2 separate regions of the Danio rerio genome follow, and region 2 is linked to region 1. The links are chromatin contacts, called in public Hi-C maps. All regions are on one chromosome and are shown on one strand. Each heading gives the region's core, a stretch centred on a gene start, on an enhancer-like site or on the middle of the called end of the contact. The rest is flanking DNA. Distances are from core to core; before and after follow the strand shown. Region 1 has its middle 78 kb from the start of crygmxl2. Region 2 overlaps vti1a (vesicle transport through interaction with t-SNAREs 1A).

Region 1 (5,648 bases), core at 3,047-5,546:
AAAATATATATAATATTGAAGCATTAAAGACTTTGAGTTGATAATGGCCTCTGTCTCGCTCTTTTTTTTGTGCAGTGACATTTTTTATTTATGCTGTACTTTTGTTCGTTCCTTTTTTATTTCAACTGCAATTTCAAGTGAATCTAGTTATTTATTATTTTAGTGCACAATTACACAATAAAAATGGAATTTAATCAAATTATCCTAAATACAAAAGCCAAAACTTAGTTTTACAAGAAAATACTATATATGCCTCATACACATACCCATTTTCTTGTGAAAGATTATTAAAATTACCTACAATTTACTATTTACATTTTTACTTTAAATTTCAACTAAAATGATGTGTTTCTTGTCATTTCTTTATAATTGTATATAAAATTTACAACAAATTTTGGATGAAAATTGTTTGACACCAATGTTTTTCAATTTACAATAAACAGGATAAAGATAATGCGCTTAGAATGATACAATGAAAAGTAAAATATTAAAATGCTTCCACTTTCCTTATGAAAAAATGAGGAATTTACTTATATCTCTTTCACTCTTTAAAAAAAAATATTATTATAATTAGCATTATCAGCTAAAATATATATTTAGCAATGATTAGATTTTTTTCAATATTGGATTATTGGAATACTATTATGGTATATCAAAATGTCCTGTCTAATTTTAAACTTTTGAGGTAACCCTTCGGGATCCATTCAGTTGTACTTGACTACAACATTACTCGATTGAGATGAATTTATTGAACCACCAAAGACGTCTTGTACAATTCAGAAACTATGCAGAGTTTATAATAAGCTCTTTCTCTCTGAAACTTTTCTTCATGCATTGGAAGCTGCATTTTTTATTTATTTATTTTTTCATTTTGCAGGACTGCTGAACCAGGAGTCACTGCTAACTGGAGAAAATATCAAAATCAAAGTCCCCTTCAGTTCCGGCACATTCACAAACACTGGTAATCACGTTCTCTGGCGTTTTCTCCCCACATGAAACATCTTATTTGCTTTGATTGTGCTGTTTAAATGATTAGCATGGCAGCTCAGTGGAGACAGGGGCAGAGAGTGTATGTGTGTGCATGTGTGTATGTCTCCTGCTGAGCTCACTGGGTCTGAATGGAGATGAGTTCACCCCGTCACATCACATGTATCTGGATACATATTATGAACATACTGCATGATGTATGGACACAAAAACAAACTGCTGCTTTCTTTCTTGTGCATCTGTAGTCTCATCATCTGTTATGATCACATCTCATGTCCTTATTTTAGCTAAAGGGCCTCACAGACCTGATGATGCTCAGGAGATGCTCACTATATATGATTAACAGTGAAAATTAAACCAAACTGAACTGAACTAAACTAAACTTCAGCTCTGAAAACTGGACTGACACAGTCTCAATTTACTAGAACATCTATGTTAAGCTGCTTTGACACAATCTACATTGTAAAATCACTACAGAAATAAAGATGAATTGAATTAATAAATAATAACAATTATGTTGTTGTCTGAAATTAATATTGTGATGCATTTTAATGTTATTCACGGCATCATGTTAGTTCTTAATTTTTAAAATCTTTATCACTAAAAAAAACAATAAAGAGACTAATATTTATCTATTTTTGAACTACCTTTTTGAAAAACCTCAAATGGATTTAATATTGGACTTTTAAAGGTACGATTGACATTCCCATCGTAAACTGAAAAGTTGAATGTATTTATATTTATAATGCATTTGAATTTATCTACTTCATAGTTGATCAGAAAAAAATAATAAGATAATGCGCAGATAATGTAAAAGTTTTTTTTTCACAACTACATTTCATTTATCTCTAGACAAACATGACAATAAATTCATATATATATTTCATTATGATATATATATATATATATATATATATATATATATATATATATATATATATATATATATATATATATATATATATATATATATATATATATATATCCTCCGGGCCCTCCGGTTTCCTCTCACAGTTCAAAAACTTGAGGTACAGGTGAATTGAATAAACTAAATGTGTGTGAATGAGAGTGTATGGGTGTTTCTCAGTATTGGGTTACATCTAGAAGGGCATCCGCTGCGTAAAACATATGCTGAACAAGTTGGCGGTTCATTCTGCTGTGGCAACCCCTGATTAATAAAGGGAGTAAGTCTAAAAGAAAATGAATGAATAAATACGTTTCAGTATTTCAAAAATGTATGCAATGATGCTATTTTATCATTTTAGACTATTGTTAGTTCACATATTCATAGCTGTTTACAAATCTATTATACAATCAATTTTTAATAGTAAATATTATTATCATTGATCTTGTTCAATTATTCAAAGAGTTCTTTTACATTTAGGAACTAATGTTTATTGTATTATTAATATTAAGAATTGGTGATTTGCTAGAAATCATAGTCTACAAATAATTAATGAATAATATTATCAACATAATTGTGGTAAATGTAGGTATTTATATTTTCATGGTTAGGGTTGTGTGTGTGTGTGTGTGTGTGTGTGTATTAATTTCATTTATTTATTATATTATTTCATTATATATATATATATATATATATATATATATATATATATATATATATATATATATATATATATATATATATATATATTAAGTCAGAATTATAGCCCCCCTCAATTATTAGCCCCCCTGTTCATTTTCCCCCCAATTTCTGTTTAACCGAGAGAAAAAAAATTCAATACATTTCTAAACATAATAGTTTTAATAACTCATTTCTAACATCTGATTTGTTTAATTTTTGCCTTCATGAGGGTAAATAATATTTGACTAGATATTTTTCAAGACACTTCTATACATCTTAAAGTGACATTTAACGGCTAAACTATAGGTTTATTAGGTTAGCAGGTTAGGGTAAAGCTATTGTATAACGATGGTTTGTTCTGCAGACTATCGAAAAAATATATATAGCTTAAAGGGGCTAATAATTTTGACCTTAAAATGGCTTTTTAAAATTAAAAAATGATTTTATTCTATCCGAAATAAAGCAAATAATAAGAAAAAATATTATCAGACATACTGTGAAAATTTCCTTGCTCTGTTAAACATAATTTGGGAAATATTAAAAAAATAAATCAAAGGGGGGCTAATAATTCTGACTTCAACAGTATATTCTATATATTTTTTTATCATGGCAATTAAAAAATGCTCATACGTTTCTTCGTTCATAACTCACTGTCATTTCCTAATCTCTTGGAATTCCCATTTGAAAGGAGTTGAAAAACTTTGGCCTCGTCTATTTTCTTTGTGATGTGTGAGAATGGTGTGTTGTCGCGGGCTTTAAAGCAGCTTGTCAGATAGAGAACTGGCGCGTTTGTCTTGTACTTTAGCGCCACCAGGTGTCCGAAACACAGATCTAGCACCTGCAGAGAAAAAAAAACACTGGATCTGTTTGAAGCTCTGGAAAGCTCTGTCATCCTGCTCCTCTGTCCGACACGATGCAGGTTTGTAAACACAACACAGTGTATGATGAGCAGAGCACTACAACTCATAAAGCTGAGAACTACAGTGGCTTGACAATCTCTATTGTTTCTCCACAGCCCAACGTCCGGCAATATCAAAGCGCAACCGCTCACATTTACAGCCACAAAAATAGCTCCTGAAGCCAACACAAACATCTGATTACTGACAAACTGTCTTTTCCACGTTTCCACTTCGCTTCTAATCTAACTTGGCACCAATGCCTCCATTTATATTTGAGGATAAAGCAACAGAAGGCAGAGCAGCCAGAAGATATTACGACTGGAGCCCAGTGCGCCGCGAGATAGGCAGGCCGGCGCTCTCTATTCCCATCTTTTCTCTCGTAGCATCCGCACCATGAAAGCCAAATGAAGCGCGGAAAGAAATGAAAGTCTTTCTTTTCCCACCCAATTCCCTGCCAACATCTGTCACTGCCAGTGCTTTGCATTTGTGGTTTGTTTGTTTTTTGCTCTTTGTGTGTATGTGTGTGTGTGTTGTCCTGCGTTCTTGTTTACAGTTCTCCATTGTGGACCATGTTGATCGCCCCTGACAGGTGTGTAAGACTTTCTCTCTCTCCCGCCACCTGTCCATCTCTGATTCCGCTGTCTATCACCGTCCAGCCTGGCCTCACTAAAATAATGAATCCCTCTGATAAGCGTATGTGAGCGGCAGACTCGGCTTCATATTAGTCCGGTCCTGTTCTTATTGAGGAGGTGCACAGAGACTCCATCCCTCGGCGCGATACCGCGGATGAGGCCCTTTCTTTGTAAGCAGCGGAGGAAAAAAACATGTCTCGCTTTTCATGCCTCTGGCGCTCACACACCTACAGCTACTCTGGGAACCGGCGAGGGTATATGGAAAGGAGAGAAAGAGAGAATAAAACACAAAGGAAAGGAAGAGAAAGGAAAAAGACACCAGAAGAGGTGAATGTGTGAAGACTAAACGGGCTAAACTTGCCGCTTGCTGCGCAGTTGGCGAGCTGCTGGAGTCAGATCTATAAATCATCAGCGCTCCATCTGTGTTGTATCAATGAAGCGATCTTCGGACAAACTTGGCCTGTTCCGGCCATCAAAACCTTTCCAGCATTTGAGAAATCAGTTATCTTCGAAATCAGATCCAATAAGCAGGAGAAAGTAGACCGAGAGATCATGGATGAAGCGAGGAGAGACTGTGAACACTATAAATTTATATTGCCACGCGCCAAAGTCAAGTTTTCCAATCTTAGTCAAAGTTTGATCTTAATCTGAACACAGATTAACATGAGCTCTAAAGCGGCACTTTTTAATTAACACACACACACACACACACACACACACACACACACACACACACACACACACACACACACACACACACAGTATATATGTATACGCTCTTTATATATAAGCTCTATATATATATAAGCTCTAGATCAAACTCCCTTTCAAACCTGACTTTGGTGAATGGCAATATTTTAAAATTCTCTCATTTATGTATGCATATTTATCACTTCAATATTTTCTTTCAGTGTTGCATTGGAATTAAATAAAAATAATAATAATAATAAAGCCATTTTATCACTATAAAATAAATAAATAGCTGCAAATAAGTAATTTATTTTAGTTGACATTATTTTATATTCTTAAAGAGCCTGTAGAATTCAGATACTTCAGCACTGCTGTCAGCAACTTTTGCTCGTGCTTGCACATGCAGACCTAAAGTACCTAACAAATGTGACTCAATCCCCAGATATACACTGACAAAACCTTATTTTCTTATTTCTTATTCTAAGAAGTCAAACAAAGTTGTAAATACTACTACTGACACAAGCTTTCTTTATATCCACTTATTTTTATACACATTTTTTATTACCTTTATGACCCCAATCTCAGACATACAACATTTTTTTCATACTTTTGCACTATTCTATGCTATTTCATAGTAGAAATAATGTGAATAGTGTGTTCACACTGAAAAACATTTACTTAAAGTACTTGAAATATGCATTATTTAACTGAATTTAAAAAAAAAAGTTTAACTGAGTGAGTTAAATGTTGAACACTTCATTCAGTCAACTGCCACATCATTCCTTTCTCACAGAAACAGAAGTGCGTAGTTTACATAGTGCGTAGAATAAATGACTCAAGAACTGTTTTTTTATA
Region 2 (5,307 bases), core at 257-2,756, 400 kb before region 1:
CAGTCAGTGGGACAGCTTCACTTTTGTCTGGGGAGGGAGTCGGGCAAATACGACAGGGCGGGGGGCATTCGGATGTACCCTGTTTTGTGTCTGCTGCCATCGTCCTGACATATTTAATAATAGTTTGCATGACTGTTATCGAAACGGATGCATTATATGAGTGATGGTGTTGGCTTCTTGGGTCTTGTTTACATTGCAGAAGCCAACAGGTTAAAGGGATAGTTGACCCCAAATTGAAAACTCACCATTTAGTCATCGAGTAGTTGCAAATATTTATGAGTATTTTTTTTTTCCTATCAAACATAATAGACAGAAAATATGATATTTTGGAGAATTTACACTAAGAAAATGATTGTTCAAACTATTTATTTATAATGAGCAGAAATAACATCATTATTTATATATTTATTCTAAAACCTAATGGTTTTATGTTCATTCCACTTAAATTTGTTACGTTAACTTAATCGATTTGTGTTGGGACTACTTAAATAAATTGTGGAACCCAGCATTTTTTACAGTGTAGGAGGCTGGTGTTTATCGACTTCCATAATAGGAAAAAGAATTACTATAGAAGTCAATTAGTGGTTTCTTATATTCTTTAAAATTATCTTCTTTTGTTAATATAAAATGACTAAATATTTATTTATTTACTTACTTATTTATTTATTTATTTGTTTGTTTGTTTGTTTGTTTGTTTGTTTGTTTATTTGTTTGTGTGGGATATCACTTCAAGTGAACTTAAACCATTTGAAAAACATCTATACAATGGGCTTAGTTTCTTTGAATGTACAAAATAATAATATAAAATTATAATTACACATTAATATACAACTGACTTACTTAAACTACAATAAAATTTCTGTTTCAAAAGAGAAAACTTGCATTAAAGCAGCTCAATTTGTTATATAATGTAATAAAATTGATCTTGCATGTCTTATTGATAAGTGTAATTTGAGTTAAAAAAAAACACTTTACAAAATGTCTTACTGTACTTTTTGCATCTTGAAAATGCATAGATTTATATTGCACCTCATAATGCTTGGATATAATAAGTGTACAGCAGAAGTTAACTTTCAAAATTAAACAGCTTTAAACCAATTAAATCTTTAATAAAAGTCATGTTATTTTTATTATTAGGTGTAACTCTAAAGTCTAGTGTGAGTAAAATATATTTGTTTACTTTTGTTTAATTTTCTAGGTTTTAAAGAGTATTTACTAGCCTATACAATATGTATTTTATATGTAAGTTTCTAATAATTTTGTGTATTTTCTTAAGTAAATGTATTGCACTCGGATCTAATGTACAACATTACTTACAAACAAACGTATTTATTATTTTATGTTTTCAAATATTTGTAATTATATTGCACCTCAAAATGCAACTTCTTTTACTTTTTGCTTGGCCATGGCAGTTTTGACTCCCATAAATGAATCTACCTTGTATTAAATGTAGAGAGACTCCTGCAGTCTACAGATTGGCAGATAGGCTGCGCCCTTGAGCCACCGTTAAAAAAAAGAGACCTTCTCAGAGAATAGTCTCCACACTGGGGCACAAGAGGCCTCCACCGCTCGCCTCTCTCTCTGCTCCAGTCTTTGGATGTTTCTCCTGGTGCTGAAAGTTCCTGAAAAGATAAGCTTTGCTCGCAACTCTAGGAGCTCATTTGAGTTTTATTTATTTAGCACAGTGTTTTTTTTTATGTGCGTGTTTGAGAGGGAGTGTGTTTGTGTGCACTGCTGAATCCCTGCTGAGAGCATCAGTATTTTCAGATCTGTATGTAGGGGCGATACTGAACATCAGCAGCATGATATTTCAGCTATTATTATTCCCTCTTTAAAAAAAGGGACCAGACTAGATTTGTCACCTCACCTATGAAGTTTGTTTGAATTGAACATGATGCCATTGCTCGATGAAAACTTTCACATTCATTTGTATTATTCAATTTTTTACTCTGTTATTCATGGTGTCCACACTTGATTTGAGTCGTTTAGAATAGGTTAAAATATAGATGAGGTTGATTTGAGCAAAATTATTGTCTTGTGGTAATGGGCTTAATTGTTTTAGTGATTTCACTTAAGGTCATAATTAAATTGCAAAATAGAATCAAGGAAATCCTTTTATGTTTTTTTTTTTTTAATGTAGATTGATAGATGTTGACTACTGCGTTAACCTCTAAATTATTAACAAAAAGCTTTTAAGTCTGTGTTGAATTTCTGTTGATCTAAAAATATTAGATGAGGCGTCTTGTGTACACTTAAAAATAATGATTTTTTAAACTACTTATTTAAAATGAGTCGAATCACCACAATTCTTGTGTCAGGTTTTTGGGACAGCTTAATTGTTTTATGTTCAGTCCACTTAAATTTGCAAAAACTTATTTTATGTTAAATTAATCGTTTTGTGTTTGGTCAACATGAAGTTGTGTGAAACCCAGCACTTTTTTACAGTGTATGTATGTGTTTTAAGCTGAAAATGGGTTCTTAACATTTGTGCATTATTTAAATTGCTTTATGAAATTATTAATCTATATTTAAGGCAGATATTAGTGTATTGTTGCTGCTTTTTAAAATTACAATACATACAGCAGTAGTCTTTGTCTAAATTAATTGGTGGTTAATATTGTGTAAGGATTTCTTTTAAGGATGATCGTTTGTATTTGGGCTGCACGATATTGGAATGATCTGAAATTGCGATATTTTATTTTTCTGCAATATTGCGATATTAATACAGTTTCACAAGGTTGTTTGAACAGCTATTTTTGATGGTTTTCTGGGGAGTCTAACAGTATTCCAGTATAGAAATTGAATAATAACAATGAAAAAAATATATAAAATAAAAGCTTTTCTTACTTTTTGTCTTGTTTCAAGTCCATATATCAAAAACATTCTTTGACCAACTAAAAATATTGTTTAGTTTTCACATTCAGAAAAAAATGAGTGAAAATTGAGGTTTTTTTTATTTATTTTTTTTATTTTTTTAAGGAAATGCTCTGCCTGTGAGGTAAGTGAAATTTAGCTTGTTTTTGCTTTAAAATGTAGATATTTGGACAAGAAACAAGACAAAAATTCTAAGTAATAAATGTTTTTTTTTTTTTGCATAAAATATATACATTATATAAAAATACTGTAATTAAATGCAATTTTGTAGCTCCTGGATAACTATAATTCAGACTCGACTTTGCATATCTTTGCTATTTGTCTATAGTGGATTTGCACATTGGCGATATGCTGATACGATACAGTATATTGTTTAGCCCTAGTTTGTATAGAAATCTGAATTTGACTTAAATTAAATTGGTGGAATTCCGCTAATAATCACATCTAACTGAAGCATAAGGGAGAATTGGAGGTTGAAAATAAGTGATTGTTTTATTTTTTGCAAGTATTATAACTGGAGGCAAAGAAACTCTTACATTTCAGCGTTCTAATTTATTGAACATAATTTATTCGAAACATTTATCTGATTTGTTCCCTTGATTGCTTATGATGTTTGCCAGATGATTCAATACAATTATAAAATAAATTGTAAATATATATATATATATATATATATATATATATATATATATATATATATATATATATATATATATATATATATATATATATATATATATTAGTAATCCATGCAGATATAAATGCTTCTTTCTATTTATTATTAACATTATAGAATTTTCCTTAAATCAGTATTAAATCATATATATATTTTTAATTTAGGTATGTTCATTCATTCATTCAATTTTTTTTGTCCACAAATCACAAATAAACACAACACAGGTTCACCATACTGTACAAAAAGACAGAACGTAAATGATAAATATAAAATAATGCATTTGAAATATAAATGCATAAAAGAGGTCAAGTACTATAATGAGTTAAAGCAAGACAAAGAAGTTATTCAGCTGCATTTAAAATCATACACCGATTGAGAAGAGTTTTATTTGCTGGCATTTTAAGGTTGTTTTCATACTATAGATTTTTTTTCTCCAGTGTTCAGCTTACTTGTTTTCATCAACAAACCCATAAGGTTGAGTTGCCATGCATAACCGCATTGACCATGGTGAGGTGTTTTCTGAAAAATCTCACACGAAACACCCAATGCCATCTGCTGCTGCAGACTCATTTCGATTACACACAAACAAAATGCAATCCCAAGCCTTCATCCTGCCAGAGATTGCCAGCTTTCTTTCATGATCAACTTAGTCAGATAAAAATAGTCAGGAAAGAAGTCTCAAGACGGCCAAATAATTAGGTGTTATGTGTACAAATGAAGTGTTTTGTGCATGTGTTATATCAAAAATATTATTTCAGAATGTTTACCAGACCCAACGATACTTTGTCACCAAAACAAACGATGAATCTTGACAAAAATAAGAAATAAAAATAATAATAAAATGAGAGGACAAAACGATATTTGAAATCTGGAGTGGCTGTAGCATCCTGGGCCACCTGGATTTATTTGGGCCAAACACCGCTCTGTCCGTCTGGGCCCTGTCTGTCCTGGAGGACTACGGTGAACAGAAGCTGCCTCTTCTGAACTCGCACCTGATCACCACGTTTATGCCCGGCTCTCTTTCTCTGTCCCAGTGTGTCTGGATCTCGCTCGCCCTCCTTTAACTTCCTCCCTCCCAGCGGTCCTGCCCTGTCCTACTTAACTCCGGCCCATCCTGCCCTTTGATTTGAGCTACTTATCCAGCCACAGATCATCTGCACACTTCACACACTCTGTTTTTCCTCACATCCTCTCATGTTTACGAGGATATGTTTCACAAACAGATATTTAGTTAACACGCGCAGCTCTTATATCAGTGCATTCAGATTAGTCACTTTGCTCTTATTGTTATTAAGATCATTGTTGAAATGAAGTCTAGCAGGTGTTGCGTTCTTTTAACGCTGTTTGATTAGGAAGTTGTCTTTAAAGGATGCCACATGAAAAGATGGTGCATTGATACATAAGCATACCATCTGTTTTTACTTTTGTGAACTGCAGCGGCATGCTAAAGCATATTTTTGTTTTTCTGTTATGTGAAAGGTATCAAACAGCTGACTTGTCTTCTGCTTGGAAATATCACTAGGCTTTCAGTCTCTGAGTTAACCGTAAGTGATCCAGATTTAAAGTGGCATACCAGGGCTCGTTGGTCTGTTGATTACTTGTGCAGCCCAACAGCTATGTAATGATTCTGTTCATGCTGTTCCTGCTACTGGGATAGAGTACCATTGCTCAATTTACTAAGCACCCTCTTGGGTTCATGTGAAGTCACAGAACATTCTTATGAAGGCTTCAGAGCCCTTGTACTCACTTTATGAACC

The links. Hi-C and Micro-C count contacts between places; a contact is called where the count stands out from the background.
Region 2: a contact with region 1 is called in a Hi-C map of embryo, with 2.5 times the contacts expected there. The contact joins two enhancer-like sites. A contact is called at or near these places in 8 of 18 Hi-C or Micro-C datasets (caudal fin, embryo, fibroblasts and 2 more) and 1 of 4 datasets of contacts at active chromatin or transcription factors (caudal fin).

Annotation. Positions count from the first base shown.
Region 1 is chr12:32,814,734-32,820,381 of GRCz12tu, reverse strand. No RefSeq gene overlaps it. Among named protein-coding and RNA genes, the nearest start is that of crygmxl2, 78 kb to the right of the region's middle. Within about 2 kb of position 4,296, at least 5 of the 62 cell types and tissues checked have an H3K27ac peak or open chromatin away from gene starts, as enhancers often do.
Region 2 is chr12:33,212,155-33,217,461 of GRCz12tu, reverse strand. All of the region lies in intron 5 of vti1a (vesicle transport through interaction with t-SNAREs 1A), which reads left to right. Among named protein-coding and RNA genes, the nearest start is that of vti1a, 100 kb to the left of the region's middle. Within about 2 kb of position 1,506, at least 31 of the 62 cell types and tissues checked have an H3K27ac peak or open chromatin away from gene starts, as enhancers often do.